5 separate regions of the Mus musculus genome follow, and regions 1, 3, 4 and 5 are each linked to region 2. A link is a contact called in public Hi-C, HiChIP or PLAC-seq and promoter capture Hi-C data. All regions are on one chromosome and are shown on one strand. The core of a region is the stretch at or near the end of the contact, and the rest is flanking DNA. Distances in the headings are between cores, read along the strand shown. Region 1 holds the start of 4930479H17Rik (a long non-coding RNA gene). Region 2 holds the start of Gramd1a (GRAM domain containing 1A). Region 3 holds the start of Lin37 (lin-37 homolog (C. elegans)). Region 4 holds the start of Hcst (hematopoietic cell signal transducer). Region 5 holds the start of Alkbh6 (alkB homolog 6).

The links. A called contact is a pair of places that touch in the nucleus more often than the background predicts. HiChIP or PLAC-seq counts read pairs in DNA pulled down with a chosen protein or histone mark. Capture Hi-C pulls out chosen DNA fragments and counts their contacts.
Region 1: an HNF4G HiChIP or PLAC-seq map of pancreatic cancer cells shows a contact between it and region 2. The contact joins the promoter of 4930479H17Rik here to the promoter of Gramd1a in region 2. A contact is called at or near these places in 1 of 39 promoter capture datasets (pre-B cells) and 2 of 115 datasets of contacts at active chromatin or transcription factors (bone marrow-derived macrophages and pancreatic cancer cells).
Region 3: a promoter capture Hi-C map of adipose tissue shows a contact between it and region 2. The contact joins the promoter of Lin37 here to the promoter of Gramd1a in region 2. A contact is called at or near these places in 1 of 39 promoter capture datasets (cranial neural crest), 3 of 484 Hi-C or Micro-C datasets (CD4 T cells, the G1E-ER4 cell line and uterus), 1 of 115 datasets of contacts at active chromatin or transcription factors (memory CD8 T cells) and 2 of 9 other capture datasets (adipose tissue and liver).
Region 4: a Hi-C map of CD8 T cells shows a contact between it and region 2, with 3 times the contacts expected there. The contact joins the promoter of Hcst here to the promoter of Gramd1a in region 2. A contact is called at or near these places in 1 of 39 promoter capture datasets (neutrophils), 2 of 484 Hi-C or Micro-C datasets (CD8 T cells and natural killer cells), 1 of 115 datasets of contacts at active chromatin or transcription factors (pro-B cells) and 1 of 9 other capture datasets (liver).
Region 5: a FOXA1 HiChIP or PLAC-seq map of pancreatic cancer cells shows a contact between it and region 2. The contact joins the promoter of Alkbh6 here to the promoter of Gramd1a in region 2. A contact is called at or near these places in 1 of 39 promoter capture datasets (pre-B cells) and 1 of 115 datasets of contacts at active chromatin or transcription factors (pancreatic cancer cells).

Annotation. Positions count from the first base shown.
Region 1 is chr7:30,352,580-30,355,279 of GRCm38.p6, reverse strand. 4930479H17Rik (a long non-coding RNA gene) reads left to right here and starts at 1,334. Exons shown (of 3, transcript XR_881936.2): 1 at 1,334-2,029.
Region 2 is chr7:31,149,882-31,152,615 of GRCm38.p6, reverse strand. It overlaps Gramd1a (GRAM domain containing 1A), which reads left to right and starts at 1,445. Exons shown (of 19, transcript NM_027898.4): 1 at 1,445-1,720. The coding sequence starts at 1,713.
Region 3 is chr7:30,558,262-30,561,034 of GRCm38.p6, reverse strand. Lin37 (lin-37 homolog (C. elegans)) reads left to right here and starts at 1,389. Exons shown (of 9, transcript NM_029377.2): 1 at 1,389-1,593. The coding sequence starts at 1,560.
Region 4 is chr7:30,418,541-30,421,240 of GRCm38.p6, reverse strand. It overlaps Hcst (hematopoietic cell signal transducer), which reads left to right and starts at 1,387. Exons shown (of 4, transcript NM_011827.3): 1 at 1,387-1,537; 2 at 2,599-2,622. The coding sequence starts at 1,495.
Region 5 is chr7:30,307,190-30,310,094 of GRCm38.p6, reverse strand. It overlaps Alkbh6 (alkB homolog 6), which reads right to left and starts at 1,342. Exons shown (of 7, transcript NM_198027.3): 1 at 1,261-1,342; 2 at 536-614; 3 at 41-109. The coding sequence starts at 589. It overlaps Clip3 (CAP-GLY domain containing linker protein 3), which reads right to left. Exons shown (of 14, transcript NM_001360763.1): 14 at 1,728-2,905.

The DNA.
Region 1 (2,700 bases), core at 85-2,584, 800 kb after region 2:
GGGGACTCTGACCCAAGCTGCCTTGCCCTCAGTCCAGTGGGAAACATGTCTTGAGATAGCCATACTCCAGAATACAGAGTTGAGGGATGCCCAGGGGGTTGTGTGCCCCCCCCACCACCGAAGAGGAACCTGAAGTATAGTTCAGGGAAGGCTTCCTGGAAGAGGAGGGATGTAATCTAAGTAGCATATCTGAAGGAGAGCATTGGGCAAAGAGCAGAAGGGAAGGCTCCAGGTGGAGGGCATAACATGAACAAAGGCTGGGTATTACCAGGCATTGGGTTGCTGCGGTACTGGTGAGGTGGGAGGGGCCAGCATCTGAGTGAGGTGCTCATGATGGCTAGCCACGGAGGATTTCATGCCTGGGGGCCGAGTGGGGGAGGTTGTGGGTGGGTTTCTAGTGCTTCTTGAGGGAGGTGAACCAGAGGCAAGGAATCCGTGGGAAGCCAATGTAGGGGTGAGGGTGGGTCAGGACCAACTTCAACCAGGGAAACATTGGAAGAGAAGAGTGGATGACACAGCCATTCAGGAAAGTGAGCAGATGGATCACAGTGCTCAGAGACCATGAGGGAGGGGCTTATCTAGAGTGATGCTCTGGGCTCTGGCCAGGGGAAAGTCCTCCAGGCTGCCCTGGCTGAGGACGAGGGAGCAGGGGCACAGCAGAGATGCTCTGTGGTCAGGGTGGGACTCTGCAGATGAGGGACCAGGGGAGGGCGAGTGGGGAGGGGAGATGGAGACGTTGGAGCCAAGGATAGAAAGCAGGGCTTAGCAGACAGAGTATCCCACCCCTATCATCCTCACACCTCAGGAGACAGAGGCAGGAGACCAGTAGTTCAAAAGCTGACACTTCAGCATGAGACCCATCCCCCCCCCAAAAAAAACCCAAAAGAATCTGGGAGCAGTCGCAAGATTGAACCATCTACTGGGGTTTCAGTCTTTAAGGTAGAAACGGAAAGCTTTTGGCAGCTGCACATGGAGGTGAAGGTGAAAAATGTCCCAAGAGACTGGTGTGTTTGCTAGGGGAAAGGTTACAGTGGGGGGTTGGGGGGTGGAGAGTCAGTGCCACATTGAACCAATCTAGCAGATATGAGTGTGGACAGGGACTGAGCCCTGGTTCAGCGTGAGTCAGAGCACTTGGCCTCATGTCTTTCCTGAGCTGGTCCCCACTGTGTCACTGCCCGGGGCCCCCTCACACAAGTGTCCTGGAAGTTTATAGGATCAGACACTGGGCATGGAAAAGGCCAGGCCTCATTAGAGGTGCAGGAATGGGGTCAACAGCAAGAATAGCACCCCCCCCATGCAAGTAGCTTCTCTGATGGCAGCAGGGGGGGGGCGGAGCAGGGGGGGGGGACGGGGAAGGGCCTGTCAGTCACCTGAGGTAAGATGATGTTAGGATCAGGGTGAAGACAGGCTAAGAGTAAACTGGAATTCTCTCGGTTTGGTACAAAGAATGTTCTGGTGAGATGACAGAACCTATTTTTCATGGTGGAACTTGAGACCTTCAAAATGCCCACCATTAACCATGGAGATGAGGCACTCAGCTCCCCAGTCCTGCAGCATCCCGAGGTCCTTTGTCATTTTGTTACTCTCGAGTAGCTAAGATCATGTGAGGCTATCAACAAATCACAGCATAAGCCTTGGGCCATGGGAGTTAGCAAGTGGGAAGGCTGGCTCAGTGCCACCTAGGAAATACCCACTCCCACCTTAAGGGGGAGCCAGAGTGCACCGTTCATAAACCTGTTGTTAAAATTTGAACTGTGTGCTAGGTCATGGGGCAGATTCGGGTACAAGTCCTGCCCTGCCCTGCCCTGCCCTGCCCTGCCCTGCCCTGCCCTGCCCTGCCCTGCCCTGCCCTGCCCTGCCCTGCCCTGCCCTGGCAGCATTTGTGACACGCACAAATGTTAAATAGGGATGTGTAGGCAGCAGAGGTGGATTTGACTCCAGCTGAGGAGTTAAGTCCCAAGCCGAGGCTGGAGGTAATTAGCAAGCAGTGGGAACAGTGTTCAGTGGACATGGAACGGCATATGATAAGGTATGCATTGTGAGAAAAAGGGAGAGGGAGGGAAGCCAGAGGTGAGATGGAGTGAGGGAAGGGAATTGTCATAATATCAGGCAGGAAGCGGGCGATGTAAAAGCCCTGTAAATTCACCAGAGGAGGGAGGATTCCATTCTAACTGACATGAGAAACCACTGAAGGTTCCTTCTGTCTTGTTTTCTTTGAGTTGGGGTTCTCACAACATTAGCCCCAGTTTGGATTCATTGTCTAGCTCAGGTTTCCTGACCTCACTCATGACCCTTCTGCCTGGGCCTCCTGAGCCCAAGGATCACAGGCGTGCACCGTCACTCCTGGCCACTGGAGGATCCCGGGCTATGAGGATCTTCCCGGATCTCAAGGAAGCTCCCATGGCAGATTTTGTGTGTGTGGAGGGCCAAGGGGAAGCACGGGGAAACTGAGGAGGAAGACACTGCAACAGTTCTGGCAGAAGGCTGTCTTAGACCAGGCTAGACCTGAGCTGACATCAATGACAGCAGCAGGCTCCTCCTTTCCTACCCCGAAGAGGACAGTGTGAACTACTAGCAGCTGGTCCAGAAGAGAGGGAAGGAAGGTTGTAGAAAGTAGGGGAAGAGGGGGAGGCCCGGGTCTCCAATCCCAGGATCCATCCCATAGAGCTGATTTGTCTGTAGGAAGAAGTGACCTTTGGC
Region 2 (2,734 bases), core at 196-2,695:
TTATGTCTTATGGTGAGGACACAGATGGCCATTATACACTTTTATTTGAAATGAATATTCACTAAGTAAAAATGTAAAAATTTGTGCGGTTGGTGGTTCCTGCCTGTAATCCCAGCATTTAGGAGGCTGAGGCAAGTTCATAAATTCGAGCCCTGACTCAGCTACATACTGAGGTTTGAGGCCAGCCCAGGCTATATAATGATATCCAACCCACCCAAGCCCTCACCACCGAAGTAAATGTCTTTCTAAGAGTAAACAAGCTACGGACGTATAAAAAGAGCAACACAGAAAGATGGAAGGCAGCCATGCAAGAAGAGCGAGCTTCCTCCTGTGGAAGGGATAGCAGTGCAAAGGTCCTGAGGCCGGAGGCAGGTGGGATGAGCAGGGGGGTAGATTGACACCTGGGATAATCAACCAGGAGGCTAAGGAGGAACCAGTTAGACAGACAGGTGGAAGGGGCCCAATCAGGAGGGCTCTGGACACCAAGATGAGCACTTTTTTTTTTAAAACAAGGAATGAGGTGGAGCCAGGGTAGGGCTTGAAGCCAAGAGGCCTCTGGCCAGACTTGGCGATTCACAGGCTAGAGCTCTGGCTGTAAGTGGTAACAGAGCGGGATAGGAATGGAAACCAAACAAGGTGGGACTGGGCCTACTGTAGCTGGACAAGAGGCTGAAGGCCGAAGAGGGGTGGGGAGAAATCCCTGGGCTGGGTCCCAAAGCCAGAGGCTCGTTCACATTGTGTTCTCCAACAAGGACGACAACCACGCCTGGCTTGCAGAGGTGGGTGCAGGGCTGGCTGGCACAAGAACTCGTCCTACACTGCAATGTATGGTCATTTCCCGTCCTGAGGCTCGGCAGGCTTCCCAGTATCAAAAACGCTGATGAGCCCTGCCCCTGTGCTGTTCTGGGGGAAACCCCTTGCCTGGGAGCAGGGGGCTCCCCAGGCCTGAGGGACTTGCCCAAGCGCACACAGCACTGCTAGGAGCCGGGTGGGCTGGAATCTGACGTGGTCTGCACGATTAGGCTGGGGAAGTCTCCATACACACGCGCGCGCGGAAAAGTGAACGCTTCTAAGGCAGGAACTGAGGTTCTGAGGCTGGGTGGGGAGAACGGGAAGAGGCTTTCCACCCTCCAGCTGTGGTTCCCCGACCCCACCCCCAGACTTCCGCCCCAGGCCAGTTCTTCCCAGCATCAGCCTGTCACCCACCTCCATCCCACTTCTCAGAGACTCTTCTGGGTCCAGGGGAGAAGCCCAGGGTGTTTAAACTTGTTTGCTCATTTGTTTTGAAGACAAATTCTCACTCTGCATTCCAGTGGCCTGGAATTCATTATGTAGCCCAAGCTGGCCTCGAACTCATGCCAATCCTCCTGTCTCAGCCTCTGGGATGTGAGGCGTGCGCTATCACGCCCCGCCCAGGCTGCTCATTTTAAATAAAAATTTTCTTCTGTCTCCCAGCCGGACTCTTTCCCCAGCCATCCTAGGCCTAGGCCCGCGCTCGCGTCCATGTCCCCCTCCCGGCGGGGGCGGCGCCGTGACGCGCGGGGCGGGAGCAGGAAGGGGGTGTCGCTGACGCCGAGGCGGCCTCCGGCGGCTCCGGCCTTTTGTGCGGGTGGCAGGGTCCGGTGGAGGCGGCGGCCGAGGCAGGCGAGGCCCGGGAGGCCCATCTCAGAGCAGCCGGCCGGGTCCTGCCCTGCAGCCGGGGCGCCGCATCCATGTTCGAGTAAGCACCGGGCCTCGGGGTGGGAAGCGGGGACGGTGGTGCGATCGGGCTGCGGCAGAGGGCCGGAGCTGGGTTTCCAAGCTGGTGCATGTAGGAGCGACCCCGCTGGGGACCAGAAGGGGTACACGTGAGGGATTGCAACCTGGCGGCGAGACCCAAGATTGGGGCGTCACTACCGGCCTGGGACGCATATGGGCAGCGGGGAGCTCCTCTAGGCCCTGATCGTCCCCCTACGGGGAGCCCTGACCCAACACCCAGATGAAAGGGCCGCGAGCAGCCCCACCCCCCATCCCCATTACTGGGCAGGCCCCGCAGATCCTCCGGTCGGTGGTCCCCGTTTGTCGTGGGGGCTGGGGAAAAGGAGCTTCTTTGAGCCTGAGATCTCGGCGGGGTGGGGGTCGGGTGTGTTCTGCCCCCCTCCCGCCCCCGCCACTCCTGCCTGGTCACCTGTGCCTGCGGGTTTCCGTTTGTGATTGTGCTCAGCGTGGTGTGTGTGTGTGTGTGTGTGTATGTGTGTGTGTGTGTGTGTGTGTAACAGCTGGGATTCTTTGGGGCAATGTTGTGTGGCTGTCTGTATGTTATCTATCATCTTCTGTGTGATGGCTACCACCCAGGTCGAGTGCATCTGGTGCTCTTGGACCCACTGTGGTTGTGTGTGAGACGTGTCTCATTTTCTTTGTGGCACCGTGTGCAAATCACACATTCTGAGCTTGTGCCTCATTGTGACTTGTACAGCATTCCGCTTCAGTCTCTTGGCTGACTGTACCTATAATTCACCATGAATTACGTCTGTGAGTTACCTCCGTGAGCTCTCATTGTGATTTGAGTATGTGTGCATGTGGTTGGGGCTCAGCTGCTGTGCGCCTGACATCCACATTTGGATGTCTTTTGGTTCCGTGAACAAGTAGAAATTGCATGTGTCTACCGGTGACAGTGTGGTGTCACTGGGCCCTGTGGGTGGCTCACTTACCTCTGATTCCGTCTGTGGGAAAGTCCCAGTGTATCCAAATGTGG
Region 3 (2,773 bases), core at 140-2,639, 590 kb after region 2:
GTGTGTGTGTGTACTTTTATGTAGTGCCCATGGGAACCAGAAGAGGACATCAGCATCCTCTAGAACTGCAATTATACATGGTTGTTAGACACCATGTGAATCCCCTTAACTACTGCGCTCAACAAGTGAGCAAGCCCTTTCTCTGGCATCTTGATCTTCTCATTTAAAATTTCATGGCCAGTCAGTGGTGGTGCACGTCTTTTATCCCAGCACTTGGGAGGCAGAGGCAGGCAGATTTCTGAGTTCGAGGCCAGCCTGGTCTACAAAGTGAGTTCCAGGACAGCCAGGGCTACACAGAGAAACCCTGTCTCAAAAATAAATAAATAAATATTTCATGATTTTGGTGGCTTATGTCTGAAACCACAGCACTTGGGAAGCAGAGGCATGGTGGATTTCTGTGACTTCCAGGCCAGCTGGGGTTTGTAGTGATACCCTGTGTCAACATAATTTCAGCAAAGAGTCTAGTGAGATAACTCAATGGTAGGGACACTTGCTGCCAGTCATGACCTGCGTTTGATCCTCAAATCCTGTAAGTGATCTGACTGCTACAGGTGTGCCCCACCCCCCAATAAGTTAAGAAAAGCATATACCCAACAGGTTGTTGTGTTAATCACACACTGGGGAGGCTGAGGCAGGAGGCCTTCCGGGAGTTCAGAGACAGCTTGGGTCACATACATAATGAGCTTCAGGCTAGACTGAGCCAGAGTGAGGCAATAAATAAATAATGATAAAGTCTCAGTCCCCACTTTGATGTTCCCTATTGAGTATTTTTACATATTTGTGTGTTCCCATTACATTTCACTTAGAATTTTTGGCTTGTTTATTGACTATCGTCTATCCTCTACACGATAAGACACATTCTCAGCAAGGATTTTTGCCTGTTTTGCTCGTTAAAGCGTCCTCACTATGTGGATGAGTACCCAGCGCTTTTAGTATTTAAATGAAAGAGAGTTAGCTGAGAAATACACCTAGCGAGCTCTCTGTCAGAAAGGATCCAGTCCGTCTCCAGAATGATCTTCCTGTGAAGGATGTCAGTGACTATGATAGTTACTTAGGAGCTGGAAATAGGTTTAGTGGCAATACTAAAATATAACACTACAAATCCCGAAAAGCCTTGGGATGTCTGAGTCTTTGCTTCCCATAGTGCTCCTTGCGGCGCAGGCGCATTACCTCCGTCTTGAGCCTCGGAAGTTTGAATCACAACCCCCACCTCCGCCCCCCAGGTGCCTGGCTTGTCGTTGGTTTGTTTCCGGATACAGGGCCTCGGGAAGGTGGAGCCTAAGGCTGGGAGCCAATAGTACAGGCTGTCAATTGGCCAGCAAATGAAATTGACGTTTTCATCAACTAGTGGGAAAAAGCAGTTGCCAAAGGGTCCCGCCTACAGAAGGGGAAGAAGGGAAGTGGCCGCCAAGGCAGTCGCGGCTGGACAGTGCTCAGGCCCGAGGACCAGTGGTGCCCAGACTTACCTTTGACCTTTCCCTGCCCGCCTTCCGCCTAGCTTTTGAACCACACCTCCTCCAAGTTTTTCTGATCCAGCGCATTAGACCTGCACCCAAATCATGTTCCCGGTAAAGGTGAAAGTGGAGAAATCAGGTGAGGACTGGGGATCCAGGAGAGATATGTTAATAGTGAAAAAGCGGAGTACGCGACATCTCTCTGCAGCCCATATGACAGGATCCTCTAAAAAGGGTCCTTTTCTTTTTCTACCTCACTTTCCCCATTTCTGACAGTGGGCATGAGTCATCAATTGTGGAGTGTCCCTGAATCAATCCTCACTGGCTGTGCATTCCAATAACGCTAGGGTGTAGGGTGATAAATAGACAAGGTGGGAGGAGTGGCAGGGTGTAGGAAGGAAGCGGGCAGCAGAGCAGCTAGGGCGACTGCAGCCGTGAGGAAACGGAGGCAGAGAGATGGGAGGGGAGGAGGACAGATCTGTGGGTTCTGGGAAGGGACTTTCGACTTTTCCTTTGAGGGAAGTGGGTAGTCTAGGGAGGTTTTTGAAGAAGGAGTGAGTTGGTAAAGGTACACCCCAAAGTGCAAAAAAACAAACAAACAACAACAACAAAGCTTGAGTGGACATCCTCAGAGATGCAGTGAGTGGAGAGAGGGCTGTTCGTGTTGGCAGCTGCCTTTATTCCCAGGGCATGGAGAACAGAGACAAACGGATCTCTGAAGTCAAGGCCAGTTTGACCTACTTAGCAAACAACATGCCAACCCAAGGCTATATAGTGAAGAACTGGGGGTGGGAGGAGAGAAATATATATAGTGGAGGGAGCCTCACTACAACTATGCAGGTAGGACAAGGGTGGGTTTGGAAACGCCAGACTGAGTACAGACCCCATTTTCTGGAGTCAGGATTGAAGACTCCTTGAGGGTTCTGTGCTGGAGAAGATCAAAGCCACGTTGTGTTGTCTGTCTGTCTTTGTATTTTTTCTTTCTTTTGCTTATTGTTTGAGAGAGGATCTTTCATTGCTGAGGCTGACCTTGAAACTCTTGATCCTCCTACCTCAGCCTCCAGAGTGCTGGGATAGCAGACATATGCTATTATGCCCAGTAGGCTTGGCTTTCTTTTAGGAAGGTTCTTTTGTCTGCATTATAAAAGGAGGTGGATCAGAAAAGATGACAGAGGCTAGGCGCTGGGTGGGAGGAAAAGGCGAGGTAGGGAGGGGATATATTGACAGACTCCCACAAGCCAAGTGAGCTGAGACTGGGGCTGGGAAAGGAGTGCCCACAGCGAGTCAGGAGCCTGTGGGCCAGCTAGTCACGCCTCATG
Region 4 (2,700 bases), core at 138-2,637, 730 kb after region 2:
CAGATTCATGTAGCCCAGGTTGGCCTAGCACTCTAGGTAACTGAGGATAACCTTGAACCCCTCCTGATTCTCTTGCTTCCATTTCCCAAATGTTGGGTTATAGATATTGGAGCCATATCAACTACCAATATTGGCTCTTTTGTTTGTTTTTCAGCCCCAACTCCACCCTACCCCCAGAGACAGAGTCAAACTATGTAGCTCTAGCTGTCCTGAAACTCACCATGTAGACCAGGCTGGCCTTAGAATCCACAGAAATATGCCAGCTTCTGTCTCCAAAGTGCTGGGATTAAGGGCGTGTGCCACTCTGTCTGGTTCCAATATTTGCCTTTTAAAAAAAAGTGTGTGAACTCCCCTGGAGGTGGAAGACCACGTGCTCTGAAGCCTACTGTAGATACCGGCCTTTTTGTGACAGTTATGGGGCCCTAATACAAGTCAAGTACCTTTATCCCAAACCTTCTCCCTACCAACACTTTGTTTTTGAGACAGGGGCTTCCTACATCCAAGTAGCTGGCCTGGCCATGCACCTGCTAAAACAGCCAGGCTAGCCTTGAACTCACAGCCATTTATTTTTTTCCTCACTTGTCTCCCTAGTGCTGGACATACAGGCTTGGGCAATCATGCCTGGCTTACTTATTCACCATTTAAAGAACTCTGCTAACATAAAGGAGACACTTTGCTGGGCACTGGAGATAGAGAGGTGTGAGCCAAACAGGAATTCCCAGTCCACCAGGCAACCAACAATTCTCAGTTCCCACTTGGTGACCTTCCTTGGCATTGAACTGTGATGACCAAATCTCTCCTTCTCTCTTACAACACTGCCGGGGGTTGGGTCTCCCCTCCCTTGCTTCTGCCCTGCCCTCAGCTTCCCTTGCACTCTCTGGCAGTGTGCATGTGTGTGTATCTCTTTAACAATCTCACCCAGTCTATGGCTTTACACGTGTCCTCCAACCATCAACCCTCTCAGATTTACGTGTCAGGACCAGTCTTGTCCCTAGACTCTGAACCCTACCTGTGGGCATTCACATTTCCAGAAAGATCTGTTAGGTATTTTCAACTCAGTGTGCCCAAACACAGGCAGCCCTTCTCTCCCTCCTTAACCAGTGCTTCCTCACTATCTTTCAACCCACTCTCCACTCTTCTAATCTCGCTCAGGCTGGGAACGACAGTCACCATGATCCCCTTTCTCAAACACACCCCCCCTCCTCCCCAAGTGTTGTTGGCTCTACCTCCAGCTTATTTCCATAATCTCCCTGGTGCCCACACCATGGTCCTCTTGCCACTCCACCGAGATGATCACGGAAGCTTCTCTGGGCTCTGACTCCCCCATATTTGTTCTCCAAAGGAAGTCTTGACACACATGCACCCACACAGGAAGTAGGTAGCATTGTCACCATCGGGGTGACATCCGTCCTAGCTGCCTCTCTTCTCCTCTACTGTTCTGAGGACTTCCCTGGACCACAGTTTTGGCCAGATCCCTTCAGGTCCCAGCCCAGCATGGACCCCCCAGGCTACCTCCTGTTCCTGCTTCTGCTCCCAGGTGAAGCCAGTGCTGGGGTTGAGGGGACAGAAAGGCTGCCATCTGCTGTCAGAGGCACAGAGAGGAAGTCGGTCTCCCTGTGCCCCTGAGTCCTTGGGGGTTGGGCATGGGATTCTGAAGCCCTGCTGAGTCACTTCTATTTCCCTTTTCTGGTGGCTGTGGAGGGGGTGGGGGGGGGGAGCTCTCCTTCCAGTTTACCTCTCCACTGTGGAGTTTAGTTAGGTCTTAAGAACAGTGAGAATTTTTGGTTTCTCTAAAAATGTAGTTACGCTATGTGAACACTTTTGTTTTAATCCCAGGTCTGGGATATGGGGCTGCTTAAGATTGCCCGTGGCAGGTGACTATGATTTGTCTCATGCTCTGGCAGGGGTGTGATCCTGCCAGCTGAAGATAGTTTACTTTTGGAATTCTGGGGACTCTTGAGCGGTATAAAGAGGCCAGAGCCCTAGAGGCCGCAACAGTGGCTAGTGCTCCGATTGTTGCCCCTTTTGCTGGATTGCTGGTTAGAGACATCCTAAGAGCTTGTCCCTAGAACTTGACACCCCTAACCAGCAGGAAGTTGTCTAAAGTGGTCTACAACCCCTTCCCCCTCTAATCTTCTTTCTTGCTTACCTGGTGTTAGGGGGGTTGGAAGGGACTGGGATGGAGAAGGGTGCTAGACCCCAGTAAAGTAGCCAAAAAGCATTTAACCACCAGCCATCCAGCAAACAGCCAATGCAGCAACAGCAGGGGGAGGAGCCACAGCCTCCAGGGCTCTGGCATTTTCCCAGCCTCTCAAGAGTCCCCAGAATTCCAGAAGTTAATTAGCTTCAGCTGGCAGAATCACGCCCCTGCCAGAGCACGAGACAAATCATAGCTACCGTGGACAATCTTAAGCATCCCCATATCCCAGACCTGAGATTAAAACAAAGCATGTTCACACAACTGTTTTTCGCTTTTTTTTTTTTTAAGAAGCCAAAATTCACACTACACTCAAGCATCCCACCTGCCCTAAGCCTGGGTGTTGGGGTTTGCTCCCCTGTACTTCCAACCTCCATCCACCTTCTTGGGTTTTTCCACAGTGGCTGCAAGTCAGACATCGGCAGGTGAGGAATGAAAGAAGCCTTAGCCCTTGTAACTTCAGCAGCGCCTGCAACCCTTAAGTCTGTCCCACAGCACGCCCC
Region 5 (2,905 bases), core at 93-2,592, 840 kb after region 2:
ACACACACGCTAAAAATGAGCGAGAGAGAGAAAGAGGTACCTGTCGAAGCAAATATTCCTCTTCTTCCTTGGAGATGAAGTCAGGGACATAGTAGATTAGAGGTGGCGCCTATAAAATTAAGAACTACCGTTGGGACAGTGGTTCTCAACCTGTGGGTCGCGACCCCCTGCTGACCATCACGAAGTACAGACCTTTACATTATGATTCATAAAATAGTTATGAAGTAGCAACAAAGATAATTTTATAGTGGAGGGGAGAATCACCACAACATGAGGAACTATATTAAAGGGTCCCAGCGCTAGCAAGGTTAAGAACAGCTTTGCCCAACACAGGGATCCTATCGTGACTGGGCAACCTTTCCCTTTGGAGAGAGACTTGGGATGGCCTATGAAACTGCATATTGGAAGTGGGGCAGCCGGCTATACTCTGAGGAGAGCTGGGGCAGTCCAACCAAGAGACCCAGGAATGAGTCTGTCACTCCACCCACCTCACACCCATCGTTCCCACATTCCTCTACACCCCAGCCTTTTCAACCTGTTCCACCCTGAAAGGTTCCAGTGCTGGGACCCTGGCGTCCTGCTCCTCCATGGATACCAACTCCTTGTGCGCCGTCCTGTGGGGAGGAGGAAGTCACTAAGCCTCCTATCTTCAAGCTGTGACCAGCCTTCCTTCCAGCCCATTAGGGGCCAGACCCTACCCTCAGACTTCCTATAAACTCCAATCTTCAACGCTGGAGTCTTCAGTTTCTCAAAGCCACCCGAAGATCACTCCCCGTCCCGCGACCCCCATTTCCCAGCCCGGATATCAGCAGTCAGTAAAATCCTCCATCGCTCTGTCCACCGTTGCCCACCAAAGTATACGTGAATCTTCTTCCCAAGCATCACAGAGAACGCGCCCACACATGAAGCCTCTCTCGAATGCAATCGTAAGCACAGGTCCCTCCGAGCCTAAAGACCCTCCCTCCTCTCACCTCGGCTCCTTCACATCTCCCATTCTGAGCTTTCTCAGACTTGTCCACTCCCAGCTTCCTCTTATCTCCCCACTCAGAACCCACTTCAGCACCCTCAGATCTGAGCCAGATTGCCAAAGTTTCTTCCCCTGTAGAACCTCTCAGACCCTGAGTGTCAGGATTCCACACTGAGCCCCCTAGAGCTCTCACCCTGAGTCGCCTTAGACCTCCACATTCAGTCCTTTGGACACTCACTCCTACCGCTCCCCCCGTCCCCAAGACTCCCCTCTCTCCCCAAAATAAATCTGACCGTCTACAGCGTCTTCTCGGATATCCAGACTCAACGCGCGCATCCTCGCACGCCCCCCCTGCCACTTCCGCCAAGCATTACTGACGCAGGAAGGTTTAGACCACTGGGCATACTCAGAGAACCTAAGGGCCCGCCCTCCAGCCTATCCACGCTCTCACTCAGCATCCGCCATCCTCGCTCAGGCATAGGTTGTGTCCTAAACTCAGGCGGGACTTCGCCTGGTTCCTACCAATCAGTACTCCAGAACCTAACAGACCTGCGTGTCCTTGTGGACTCAGTTGAGACCCACAGCGAGGGCGACTGCAGGAAAGGAGCGTGAAGGGCTTAGCCTTCTGCAGGTCAAGTTGTAAGTCCTATGTCACTGACACAGGGACAGGACATTAAACAAACAAACAAACCTTCTGCCATTCTTACCCAGCAAGGGCACAGGGTCAATGCAGTAACCCCCCAGTGACCTGACACAAGAAGGCCATAGAAACGTCTTTATTGAAGAGGACAGGAGTCATGCTGATTTTAGGGACATGCAGTGAAGGGGCAGTCGTGAGCTGTCCTTGGTGGTCAGGGCCCCAGGTCTGCTCTGGACCTATGGGGCCCTCAGGTTCTCCCGCAGGCTGTTGGTCTGGCCCAGGAGCTGTGAAGTCCTTTGGGGCCAATGACTCAGATTTAGTGTCTTGGACCTGTGACCGGAAGGTAGATTGAAGTAGGGACTCCATGACTTGGGGTCCTGTTAGAGCCCTGGGGCCCTGCACATATTAGTAATCAGAGATTTGGGACTTGGGGGTTCCCTTGAAGCTGGGGCCCATGGAATTTGGAGGTTGAGAGATTAGATGATCCATGGACTAAGAGTATTAGAGTCCTCTATCCTTGTTCCAAAGATGGGACTTCCTGTTTGGGGTCTCCTGGTGCCTGGGAGTCAGGTTTGAGATGCCCTGAGAGCCTGGCAACAGGGTCCTTCCTCCCAGTCCTTAGGACCTTGTAGTTGGGGTTTCCTGAGGGCTTGGGATTGGGGTCTTAAGTTTGGGATTCCCTGGGGATTTGAAGATTCTGTTACTTGGGTAGGGAAGTCCTGGGAATTAGAAATTTGGGGTCTTCTAGAGATCGTGGGGCTTGGAGGGATGGGAAATTTGGGGACATATATAATATATATTCTCTCTGGAATTTGAACTCCCCAGAGTTCTAGAATGGGGCCTCCAAATTTGGGGATTTCCCCCCAAAGGGGGGAAGTTATCACTTTAAAAAATAGAGAATTTTCTGGGAGCCTTGGCCAGCACAGGGACTGTGGGCCATGTGGGGTGGGCTTCATACAAGGCACTGGGGGTTTCTCAGGGTACAGAGGGCAGGAAGACTTGCTGTCCTGTAATTCATGCTTCCAGGACGGTTTTGGTGTTTGTAAATTGGGGTGAGTGGGCCGACTAAGTGGGTGTCTTGTTCAGGGGTGAGAACAGGGACTTAAGTGAATGGGGGGCATCTCTGATAAGGAGAGTAGAATATAAGGGCTTTCTGGTGACCTTGGGGTCACAACATTTTGAGGAGACTGATGTTAAATGGGGACAGTGATGTGGCTGGCTATTCTGGAAGTATGACCTATGCTTAAGGAGAACCAGGGTGGGGGGTCTTCATTCATGGGACTCTAATTCACTGGTAA